Regions from separate parts of the Mus musculus genome. Here region 2 is linked to region 1. A link is a contact called in public Micro-C data. All regions are on one chromosome and are shown on one strand. The core of a region is the stretch at or near the end of the contact, and the rest is flanking DNA. Distances in the headings are between cores, read along the strand shown.

What was found. A called contact is a pair of places that touch in the nucleus more often than the background predicts.
Region 2: a contact with region 1 is called in a Micro-C map of embryonic stem cells, with 2.3 times the contacts expected there. The contact joins the promoter of Shisa3 here to the promoter of Bend4 in region 1. A contact is called at or near these places in 7 of 39 promoter capture datasets (cranial neural crest, embryonic stem cells, hippocampal neurons and 3 more), 5 of 484 Hi-C or Micro-C datasets (B cells, embryonic stem cells and hematopoietic stem and progenitor cells), 1 of 115 datasets of contacts at active chromatin or transcription factors (memory CD8 T cells) and 1 of 9 other capture datasets (adipose tissue).

The regions. Positions count from the first base shown.
Region 1 is chr5:67,423,940-67,429,454 of GRCm38.p6, reverse strand. Bend4 (BEN domain containing 4) reads left to right here and starts at 1,656. Exons shown (of 5, transcript NM_001164806.1): 1 at 1,656-2,389. The coding sequence starts at 1,876.
Region 2 is chr5:67,603,760-67,609,395 of GRCm38.p6, reverse strand. Shisa3 (shisa family member 3) reads right to left here and starts at 1,513. Exons shown (of 2, transcript NM_001033415.3): 1 at 712-1,513. The coding sequence starts at 988.

The DNA of each region.
Region 1 (5,515 bases), core at 407-2,906:
ACTGTCCCTCACTTGCTCATCGCCCGCCCTTTCTTCCCAGTGATCCACGTGTCCTCATTTAGCAGTTTTCAGAAGCCAGGGAGAAGAAACGCTGCAAATAATGTTAAATATGATTAATATCGTGAATTCCTTGAAATATGACATGCATGAGTTACAATGAAACCTCTTTTATTTCCCCATGAAATGCTTTTGCATAATGAGAAAGAAAATGTCCTCTATGCCCTAATCAGCCCTGACAGTTCCTGGACTCCCAAATACTTTTATTTATGGCATTATTTATTTCATCTCTAATAAATGGGGGAGGGGCACAGCACTATCAGAGGAGCTTGCTGAGGAGAGGAAGACAGTCCAGAGTGGGTGAGCAGAGACTCTGGAAACAGCAAGGGAGAGGAACTCTTCCAATGGGAGAGATCTGGAAAATGAGAGGCCAAAGTCCTGGCCCCCAGGAGAAAATGGGTCACTTTCCCAAGACTGAAGGATAGCTCTGAATAAAAAAGCAACTCCAGATTGGAGAGATGAGCTTCATTCATCAAGGACCTGGATAATGATGAACGAGGTTGAAACCCAAGCTTGGGAAGAGGGGATGCAGGGATTGGGGTAGGCCTAACTAGAGGATGCTCCCTTTGAGACAGGAAGGAGTGACTGGCAGAGGCCGGAACCCTTCCTTGTGTTTGAAGAACCTTACGGGGCAGCTTCGGCAAATTACTGAGATCTTCATCACTGAATCCTTAGCCCGGTGGTGCCGGGTAGTATGAGCAACGCAAGGAAAGGGTGATCCCAGGCCACTTTGGTCTTGCAACGTATATGCATAGATAATATAATAATGTTCAAAGCAGTCACCATCCCAAAGGGAACCGTGGGATCATTTTGTTCCCTTGAATTGCACTGTCTACCAGCTATTTTACATTCTGAAGACCTATATGTAACCGTGCAATTCACTCACAAACTCCTCTGCGTGAATTTGCATATTTCCCTTTAGTCTTTCAGAGCCTCAGTTTTCAAATCTGGTCTTTCAGAGCCTCAGTTTTCAAATCTGTAGAATGGAAAGAAATGATGGCGCCTCTGTGCTCTCTCGCCCAGCTCCCTATGGAGAACAAGCGAAACAGTATGGAAGCACTAGGCCCTGAGTGCTTTCTGGTTCGGCCGCCAGACCTGGGACAGCAAGACCCTAAGGCAGGACAAACCTCCCAGCGGCCTGTGCCAAGTCCTTCGAGATGTTCTTTTTCGGGAGGGGGGCGGGGGGAGGGAGGTGTAGCTTCCTTCTAGAAGAACTTGCTGTCCCACCCTTGCACTCTGGCGACCCCGCCCTAACTTCTAGGTACCACCCCCTTCGTGCACTCCGAGAGTTGGGAGGTCACGCAGGAGGGCGCCGGGAACTCCTTTCCAAAGCTCGGACCCTGCGGACAACCGCTGCCGCCTCACGTCCACAGCCGAGAGAGCCGGGACGCCACCTCTTCCACCTGTCCCCACCGGGACGCCCTCCAGGTTCCGTTCCCCCACCGGGTCCCCTCGGGCCACGGGCTCCCCCTCCCCACCTCCCCCCACGACCCTGTCCGAAGCGCCGATCGCGCGGGCCGCCCGGGCCCAGGCCCCGCCCCGCCCCCATCATCATTAGCAGATATTACCCTAAACACTTGCTCCTTACCTCCTTTCTCCCTCCAGGCATTGGCGAGGCGGGCTGTCAATCAGCGCTGGGCGGCAGCCCCCCGCGCGGGGGCTCGGAGATGCCAGGCTCGGCGACAGGCAGCGGCGGCGGCGGCGGCCACGGCGCAGACACACGCCTTCCCGCCGGCGCGCGCCGGGGTAGAGCAGGCGGCCGGGCGGCCGAGCCACCTCCGGAGCCGCGCGCGGGGCGGGCAGGGCCTCAGACTCGGCATGGAGCCCGAGATGCAGGCGGCGGAGGAGGGGCCCAGCGCGCCCCGCATCTACAAGCAGCGCGGCCCCTACAGCGTCCTCAAGACGTTCCCCAGCCGGCGGCCGGCGCTGGCCAAGCGCTACGACAGACCCTCTCTGCTCGAGCTGTCGCCCGCGCGGCCGTCCCCGCTGCCGCCGCCGCCGCCGCCGCCGCCCTTCGCCTCGCTCGCCGCCGTGCCCATCAGCAGCAGCGAGCCGCCGCCGTTCCCGACGCAGCCGTCCTACCCGGCCGGGTCAGGCCGGGCCCCCGCCGCCGCCGCCGCCTCGTCGTCGTCGCCGTCCTGCACACCCGCCGCGCCCCCGGGCCATCCCAGGACTCCGGCGCCACCGCCGCCGCCGCCTCCGCCGCTCGCGGCCCCCGCCGCCTCGTCGTCGTCGTCCTTCGCCGCCGTCGTCAGGTACGGCCCTGGCCCGGCGACCGGCGCTTGCAGCAGCGGCGCGGGTAGCGACGGCGCCAGCCTGGAGCTCAGTGCAGGTACAGACTCCCGGGCCGCAACTTTGCGGAGCTCCGAAGGTGGCGTGGAGGGGGGGAGGGCGTGGGAATCGGGGGGTCCGGAGAGGCTGTGCGCGCTGTCCCCGTGGTCCCCGTGGGCCTCGGGAGCGTGCTACGCTCGGGCAGTAGTAACTTCTGGAAGATTCCGGGGCGCCGCGGTGACCCGAGCTTCCGACGGCGCGCGCGCCTTAACAGGTGGCTGTGGGGTGCGGGCTCCTGGCGAGCACCCGGGAGGGCAGCGGGAGAGCCTGTGAAGAGAGCAGGCCCTGGGCGGGGAGCTGGGGAGGGGACAGGCCCCGGGACAGCGGGCTGAGGCCACTCCGAGGAGACGCCCATTTTATTCCCGGCCACTTCACTTTTTCCCCCACGCCACACTTCCCTTTCCCGCCTGCCCGCCCGCCCGAGGTCTACTTGTCCTTCTCGGAGGTTCTTTGCCTGGGGGAGTGGGGGGAGCTGACCTTTGAAGATCCCGGCCCCAGTAGGGCAGACCTGGACCACTTGGGCTCCTCCTGGGGTCTCTGGGTTTCTTGTTCTCTGTGCGCTCCGGTGTCCATGGCGCACAGTCCCCCTAGCTTTATCCGCGGTTCTGCTGCTCTGGGTTGTGGGGTGGGGAGTGAAGATTTTTTGGCGTGGGCAAGGGGTCGCTGCACAGGAGCATCCACAGAGCAGAGTTAAAATCCCCACCCACCCTGTCCTTGAGACCCTGGTTTCTATGTCAATGAGTCTCCATGGGATCACCTACCCAGAGGTCGAGATTTTATCTCCTCTAGGGAATGTGAGCGAGCACTGAGCAAGGCCTGCACCCAGTCTCAGCTCCTGAGGGAAGGACACACAGCCACGTTTATGGGCTCATCAGAACCTGCTCAGGCCTTTCAGGGCACTTAAGAGCCTCCTAGATTCAGATTGTCAGCGAATCTAAGACTTTGTGTTGGATTTTTTTTTTCTTCCTAGTGACAATAGATGGGCATTGTCTCTGAAGGAGTTATAGATGCCTATGCTAAGAGCTCTGCTGTTTGTCAATATTTTGACATGTGAAGGATTGGTTTGGAGAAAGAAAATCTAATTACAGGTTATAGTGAAGCCTTGTTTCTGTCGTCTCCCCAATGATTTGGAGATGTTAGCGATTCTGAATTGGAGTTCTTACGTGGGCTTCCTTACTATTTCTGGGATGTTTTTTTTCCTCTGTTGCCTTTGCCCTCATATCCCATTGTGTTGTGTTTTTATATTCATTGTTGGGCTCTTCTCTGCTTTCATGTTCCGTTGGCTTTTGGTTTTGAAACAGGGTCTTGCTTGGAACTTGTTTTGGGGGCTCCCCTGCTACTTCTTGGCTGTGTCTGTTACCCCTGCTTGGCGTTTTGTGTTTTTTTTTTTGTTTTTTGTTTTTTTTTGGTTTTTTTTTTTTTTTGCTTTTGTATGTTGCTTTCCAGTAGTGTGAGTCCTTTTCCCTTTTCCCATATTTTGCACTCTTGTATAATGTTGGTTCCAGCCAACTCTTTGGGGACCAACCCTTTACCTTCTTGGTTCAGCCCTTGATAAAGCACTTCCTTCAAGCTATTGCGGTTCAGTCTTTGACTTTCTCCAGAATACTATGGTCCTACCCCTCCTTACTATTTGCATCCGGAGGTTGCTCTTCCCTGACACTCACCGGGTTATTTCTCTCAGCCTCAGTTTCTCACCATTCTTCCCATGGCTGCTCTTGTTCTGGAAGTTACTCTGCCGTCTTTCCTTCATTTGGAATTTTTGGGGGTCTGTTTTCTCCTCCCCTGGGTATTTTTTCCCAATTTCCTATTTTGGTTTGTCTCTGTCACAAGTTAGAAGCCATTGTTGCTGAATCTAAGGATAGGACGGCTCCTTCTTCTTCTTTTTTTTTTTTTTTTTTTTTTTGCCTTCAAACTTATTACCAGTTTTCTCAAGGCTGTTCTGGTTGGGGCTTTTCTTGTGTGTGTATGGGGCTCTGGATGCCCACCTAGTGGTGTTTGTTGGAAAGATGGGAACTGGACAGTAGGTTTCTTCCCTGTGTCCTGGAGAATGTTCTGGATGTAGAGGGGGAAGCCACAGAACTAAGGTAATATTAATCACTAATGAGCAGACCATCTCTCAACAGGCACAGCCATGTGAGTAGCCATCAGAGGGACAGCCACCTGAAGAGCTGATTGGTTCTTTGAGGAACTAATGGTGCCACTTTGAGCCAATGAGCTTCTCTGCTCGACTGGGCCTTTTAACCGCCTGGGGGTGGGGCAGGTGGGGCTCTGCCTGTTGCCTTCTCTCTCAGCAGAGTAATTGTGCTGAGTGTTCAGGCCACCTTGTCAGCTGGAAATAGTCAAACAGCATTGTGGTAAATGAGCTCTGCGTAGAGGAGATGACTGACTGTCCAGGGTAAATATGCTGAAAAGATGAAAGGGTTGGAGTGAGTCTTATTTGCCATTAAATGCTACAAGCCATTGGGAGAAGAAATATGTGATTAAAAATAGATTTTTTTCAACATTCTTATAAAGTCTCATGAAGAGTATAATTTTCCTTAAAAGGGGTAATACACCATGGTTTAAAAAGCATATTTTTCCTCTGTGGGAGGCTTAGAGTTAAAACCCACGTAGATCTTGATACGCAGCCTAAATTTGGCATCAGGAAATGGGAAATTGCATCTTTAAGCAGAGTACAATCAAAAATGAATTACAATAAATCCTATATAATTGCATAGGTCATTCTCTTTAATGAGATTTTATTAACCTGACTGTCAAGCTTTTGAGTCAGGCAGATATTTTATCTTCTTCAACTGATAAAAGTGTCAGCCATAAACCACCATATAAATATTCATAAATCTACACATCTGTGGCAGCCTATCAGCATCATTCTTTTGGACATTAAAAGCATTCTAATTACTTTCTGTCTAGCAGAGCTGAAATGCTGCCTGTTATACTATGTGCTTGGCAGGCATGATTGCTTTTGTTTGCCATCACAAATAGCAGCATCCTATTTTATATACCGATGGTCCAGAAAATATTCAGGGATTGACTGAGCAGGATGCATATTAGGAAGCACCACCTGCTTTTGGTGGCTCCGAGAATATTAACTCATCTGTTAATTTTTGACACATCATTGATTTATTTA
Region 2 (5,636 bases), core at 264-2,763, 180 kb before region 1:
CTCGGGTTTCCTGGCAGTAAAACCTTCGCCTTGAGCCTTAAAAGGTTTCCCTGATGTTCCAACTCAAGTGGAAAACTTTTTTTTCAAGGTGTAAATTTCCTCAGCTGGGGTCCTGATTTATTCACCTCTTAAGTGAGCAAGTGGACAAGTGAGCGGAAATTTGACCCGTGTTTTCCGACGTGAGAATAGGGGGCCTGAGAAATCCCTGTGACCCGGAATTTTAAATCCTCACCTCCAAAGACTTGGGTGTTTCTGAAAAGCGTGACAATAGGGGGTGGACTAGAGAGGGTAATTGGATGCAGAGAATTGTAAGGAAGTTGGAAGAGTGACGAAATGCTACTACTCGACAAAAGAAAATAAGGGGGTGATCAGAGTCGAGTTCCCTGGCACCCGCACTTCCGGAGTTCCCCCACTTGACCAGAGCGCCCAGGAAACCCAACCTAGCTCCAGCTGTCTACCCTAGAAGCACCAGGTTCCCGCCAGACCAGCAGTTCCTGCGAACCCTTGCAAACTTTCCCTAGGGCCGAACCATGGGCATCACGTGCAGCCGGGACCCAAACTGCAAAGCGATAGGACCCCTGACCTGAAATACGATCACCCTCTTTTTCTTCAATCCCCAGACCCAGAGGTGGTCCACTTTGTGGCCCGAGCTAGTAAGGCGTGCCTGTGTCGGGTGGGCGAGCCATGTCCGCCCAGGGATGCCGCACTTACGCGCGGTGATGCCAGGATGCTCCAGCTCTCCGCGGTCGTTGGTGCAGCCCCCCTGCTCCAACCTGGCGTCGGCTGCCGCGCAGCAGTAGCGCAGCGCACACGAGCCGCAGCAGATGGTGGCGTCCTGCGTGTCGAAGTCCTCGGGGCACTGGAACCCCTCGTGATAGTTGCCCTGCGCGTCCACCCAGCCGTGGCAGTATTCCCCAGGCTGCTGCGCGCCCGCCGGGCCCCAACGTAGCAAGCCCACGAGCAGACAGAACGCCAGCAGCGCCCCCATCGCCGCCCCGCGCCCGGTGGCAGCTGGAGAATCCGAGGGCGGAGCCGGAGCTCCGGGGGACCAAGGTTCCGCCTCCCCGAGGCACCACGCGGCCGGTTGACCTCCCGGTCAAGAACGCGTTCTCGTGGGTTAGCAGCGGCTGGGCAGGAGGCGTGGGCTGCTCTGCGGGCTCCGCTGGCCGGAGGACAGCATGGTGCGCGAGGGTGAGGGGACCAGGGATCGCGGGAGGCCACCGCGTAGGCTGCGACTGAAGCAGCGGCCGCCTTTAGCCAGGCTCATCGCGCTAGGAGCACCCGGGGCCAGGCCGCTATTCTTGCGGGCCGTCGAGCCCTGAACGACCAACTCCAGGGCCGGGCAATGTCCCAATCGTGGGCTGTCGCCCGGTACCCGGCAGAGCCGGGAACTGAGCTTGGCTCTCCACGTGCAGGTCTCGGGGACCAACGGCTAATTCCGCTCCCGCCCCTGACTGTCACGCAGGCGGGAGACAGCCCAGTCGCGGCCAAGTGCAGAGGGCCTGGGGTGGCTGACAGCTCTGCCTGGAGGGCGTCCCTTAAAAAGGCAGAGGGAGGAGGAGACTCGAGGGTGAGGAAAGTCCGCCCTCCGGGGTCGCCGCGCGAGCTAATCACAGCGGGTGCACCGCGATGCGGTCCGCACGCCCGCAGGTTCACGCGCGTCTCCCCTCCGCCCCCACCCACGGCGCTACCCCGGGCCTTGGCGGTGACCCCGAGGGGACCAGGCCGAGCCTGCCACCTAGCTGTCACATAGCCAGGGGAAAACCTGCAGAAGGATGAGGAAGACTACGGTCCCGCTTCCGTCCACGCCTGCCAGCTCACGAGGGGACTTGCGCCGCGCTTGAGTTCCACGGGTTTCTTTTAAAAAACGAGCGTGGCGTCTGAAGTCCCCTAACTGTTCTGTCGGCTTGTGCACAGACTCAGTTTGTCCCTGGGCCGCCGATTCTGAGGATTCGTTCGATTCCGATAACCTGATTTTTAGGGTCACCAACATTTGCACCTCACTCCCACCCCTTCACCCCTCCTTTCCAGCTTCCACGAGTTCACGCTCAGGCGCCTCCTTCCCGCACCGCTGAGCCGGCGCCGGGGAGGACCCGGGTCAGCCCCGCCAGCCTCACTTCAAAGGCCAGGATTTCGGTGTTCCGCGCCCGCAAAGGAAATAAAAGAGCAGAATTAATGATAATCGAGCCTATCTGAACTTCTGTTCGGGCAAAGAAACACATTTATTTAAATGATGTGTCCCCTGTGGGCTGTTTGCAGGGCATGGCTCCTCTAGCCGAGGGAGAGCCTTGTGAAGCCAGAGTTACGTGAAACCGGTGCTAACCTCAAGACTTTATTTTTATTGCAACCTGTGTTTCCTCTCCGGGGTTTATTGGTTCGGTACGTGTGAGGACGTTCGTCTCAGCCACACGGTTTGTCAAACGCTTTGAACACCCTGTCACCGATTTAGATATTAGCAAGTCTCCTGAAACAAATGGAAGAACTTGTCAGAGCACCGCCAACACAAGTATACGCGGTCAGAAGTATTTATTACACCCGCAGCTTGCCCACGGTCCCAGAGGCTTCTAGAAAAACTTCGGTGCTGAATAAAACGGTTTATTTTTAAGTATCTAAATTAAATTCCATCCCGGGTAAAGAACCACTCCTAGCTTCAGGTCTTAAATATTGAGATTGTTATTTAAATATAAAAATAAATACCCAACACGCCACTACTGAGTAGGACTGTGTAAAATTATAACTGCATTGCTCCACAATAAATGTTTGGGGGGCAATAATAAGTTATCAAACTGTTAAGTAAAGCCAAATTACATTTAGGCAAACAAATTTCCTTAACTAAGAATTTAATTGAAGCATGTGGAGTAGAAATTTCGTGGTTAATGGATTTTTATTTATATAGGAAAAAAAATGCTGTCACCGGGCTTTCAGGCTGCTTAAAACAAACAAACAAACAAACAAAAAACAACAAAAAACCAAACCAGTTTTTTAGGGGCAGCAGGGAGGTTGGTTTTGTTTTCAGGAAAATAAAGAGAAAAAGATTTAAAACCACAGCAAATATGAGCTACAAGGATCATAATAAAATAATCAAACTCGAAGACACACTAACGCTTAATAACTTTTCCAGAGCCACACTACTTAATATCTTTTTTTTTTTAAGTTACGATTTGAGGAATTTCATTACATCACAACTGTGTGAAACTGTACAGCAGCCACGGCCCCTCCATCAGTCCCCCAAGGGTCAAGTTTCCTCCTTCTCCAGCTGTTCTTTGATAGCGTTAATATTTTAAGGAGTGATTTGTTGGCACTTCCCTCCCATTAATTACATTTCTCTGTGCCACAGAGGGGTTCTTTTCCCTGGGACACTGGCTATAATTAATTTCCTCATTTAGAGCCCTTGTCTATTTGACTTATTCAGAGGGTGCTCTGCTCAAATTTAGTTGGATGATATTTGCTAATGGAAAATAACCAAACTTCTAAATAAGTTGATACTCCATAAATCTGAGAAGTTGCAAACACTAAAACAACCGTGCATTGTGCTTTTCTCTCTTGCGTCCTGGATCCAGACTGATTTCAGGTTACAATAAGCAGCCCCTCAGGTTAGGAGAGGGACGGATAGGTGAGGGGTGCTTGTGCTGAAAGATTCCCTCAAACTTTACACATTGATAGCCTTTAAAGTCATAAACAATGCTCTCAGAAAGATATTTGCCTCTTTGTGGGCTTACAAATATCTGCGATTTCAAAGATTTTGTTTTTATTTTCCTAGTAAAGATTTATAAGTCTCCAGAGACTCCCTCCCCAAAGCCTTTGGGAGAGTGCCCTGGAGAAAGGTGACCAAAACTCCACACCCACAGTATCATGTACATGTTTTAGACATGTTACATTTCTCCCTGTCTCAGTAACAAAAAGCCCCTATTTTTGTGAATAACACAATCTTAAGAAATCACTTTCCCAGCCTATTCTCTCTTGTGGTCTTCAGGAAATTTCTATCGGAAATGAGCTACATGGTATGATGTCTAGGGTTTTTCTTTATTAAACACTAGAAAGGTGGGGGGGGGGAGTTCAGGGGGGAAGGAGAGGGAGAAGAAAAAAGGAAAAACCCAGAGAAGATGAGATGGCAGCAGGCTGATAATTTCAGCTGAGTAAAGGGACGGTGGATGGCAGAATCACAACTCTGTTTTATGCAGAAATAAAAAAAAAATAAACCAGCTTCTAGCTATTATAAATAAGGCTGCTATGAACATAGTGGAGCATGTGTTCTTCTTACCAGTTGGAGCATCTTCTGGGTATATGCCCAGGAGAGATATTGCGGGATCCTCCAGTAGTACTATGTTCAACTTTCTGAGGAACCTCCAGACTGACTTCCAGAGTGGTTGCACAAGATTGCAATCCCACCAACAATGGAGGAGTGTTCCTCTTTCTCCACAATCCTCACCAGCATCTGCTGTCGCCTGAATTTTTGATCTTAGCCATTCTGACTGGTGTCAGGTGGAATCTCAAGGTTGTTTTGATTTGCATTTCCCTGATGATTAAGGATGCTGAACATTTTTTCAGGTGCTTCTAAGCCATTCGATATTCTTCAGGTGAGAATTCTTTGTTTAGGGGTCTGCAACCCTATAGGTGGAACAACAATATGAACTAACCAGTACCCTGGAGCTCTTGTCTCTAGCTGCATATGTAGCAGAAGATGTCCTAGTCGGCCATCACTGGGAAGAGAGGCCCATTGGTATTGTAAACTTTATATGCCCCAGTACAGGGGAAAGCCAGGGCCAAGAAGAGGGAGTGGGTGGGTAGGGGAGCAGGGCGGAGGGAGGGTATAGGAAACTTTTGGCATAGCATTTGAAATGTATATAAAGAAAATATCTTTTTAAAAAATGTTCTTTAGTACAGAGCCTTTTGTATTACAATCTCTTTTAGGTTTTAGACTTTTCCTTATGTTCCTCAGATACAAGCATCCCAGTAAAACCTACTTGGTCCATTTGGTTAAAAAAAGAAAAAAAAAAAAACTGCACACTTTCTCTGACGTCACTATTGATAAAATGCAGGCCCTTGAGTTCTACTATATTAGGGTTAGGGTTAGGGTTAGTCCCATAAATCATAGATCGGTACTGTAGCCTCCTTTATCAAACTTTGTTGTTTGCTTCTCTCTCTCTCTCTCGTATATTCCTTTGGATATATAGTAAGTGGAGAGAGAGAGAGACAGAGAGACAGAGACAGACAGAGACAGAGACAGAGACAGAGACAGAGACAGAGACAGAGACAGAGAGAGAAGAGAGCTTAACATAGAAAGGGCTGAGAAACAAAATATGCTAAAGAAAGAGAAAGAAACTCCACAGGGACACCCCATCATTGAAAAGAGGCCCCTTGGCATTGCAAACTTTATATGCCTCAGTACAGGGGAACGCCAGGGCCAAGAAGTGGGAGTGGGTGGGTAGGGAAGTGGGGGGAGGGACTTTTGGATTAGCATTGGAAATGTAAATGAAGAAAATACCTAATTTTAAAAAAATGTTCTACAGAAAAAAAAAAAATCAAGCTTTGATTCAGGAAGCTCTCATAAACTACTTGCATTGACCCGGGAAAACAAAGTTGTAAAAAACAAGTTAGCTGTGGAGGTGGGAAGATCTATGCCATCTCGGAACTTT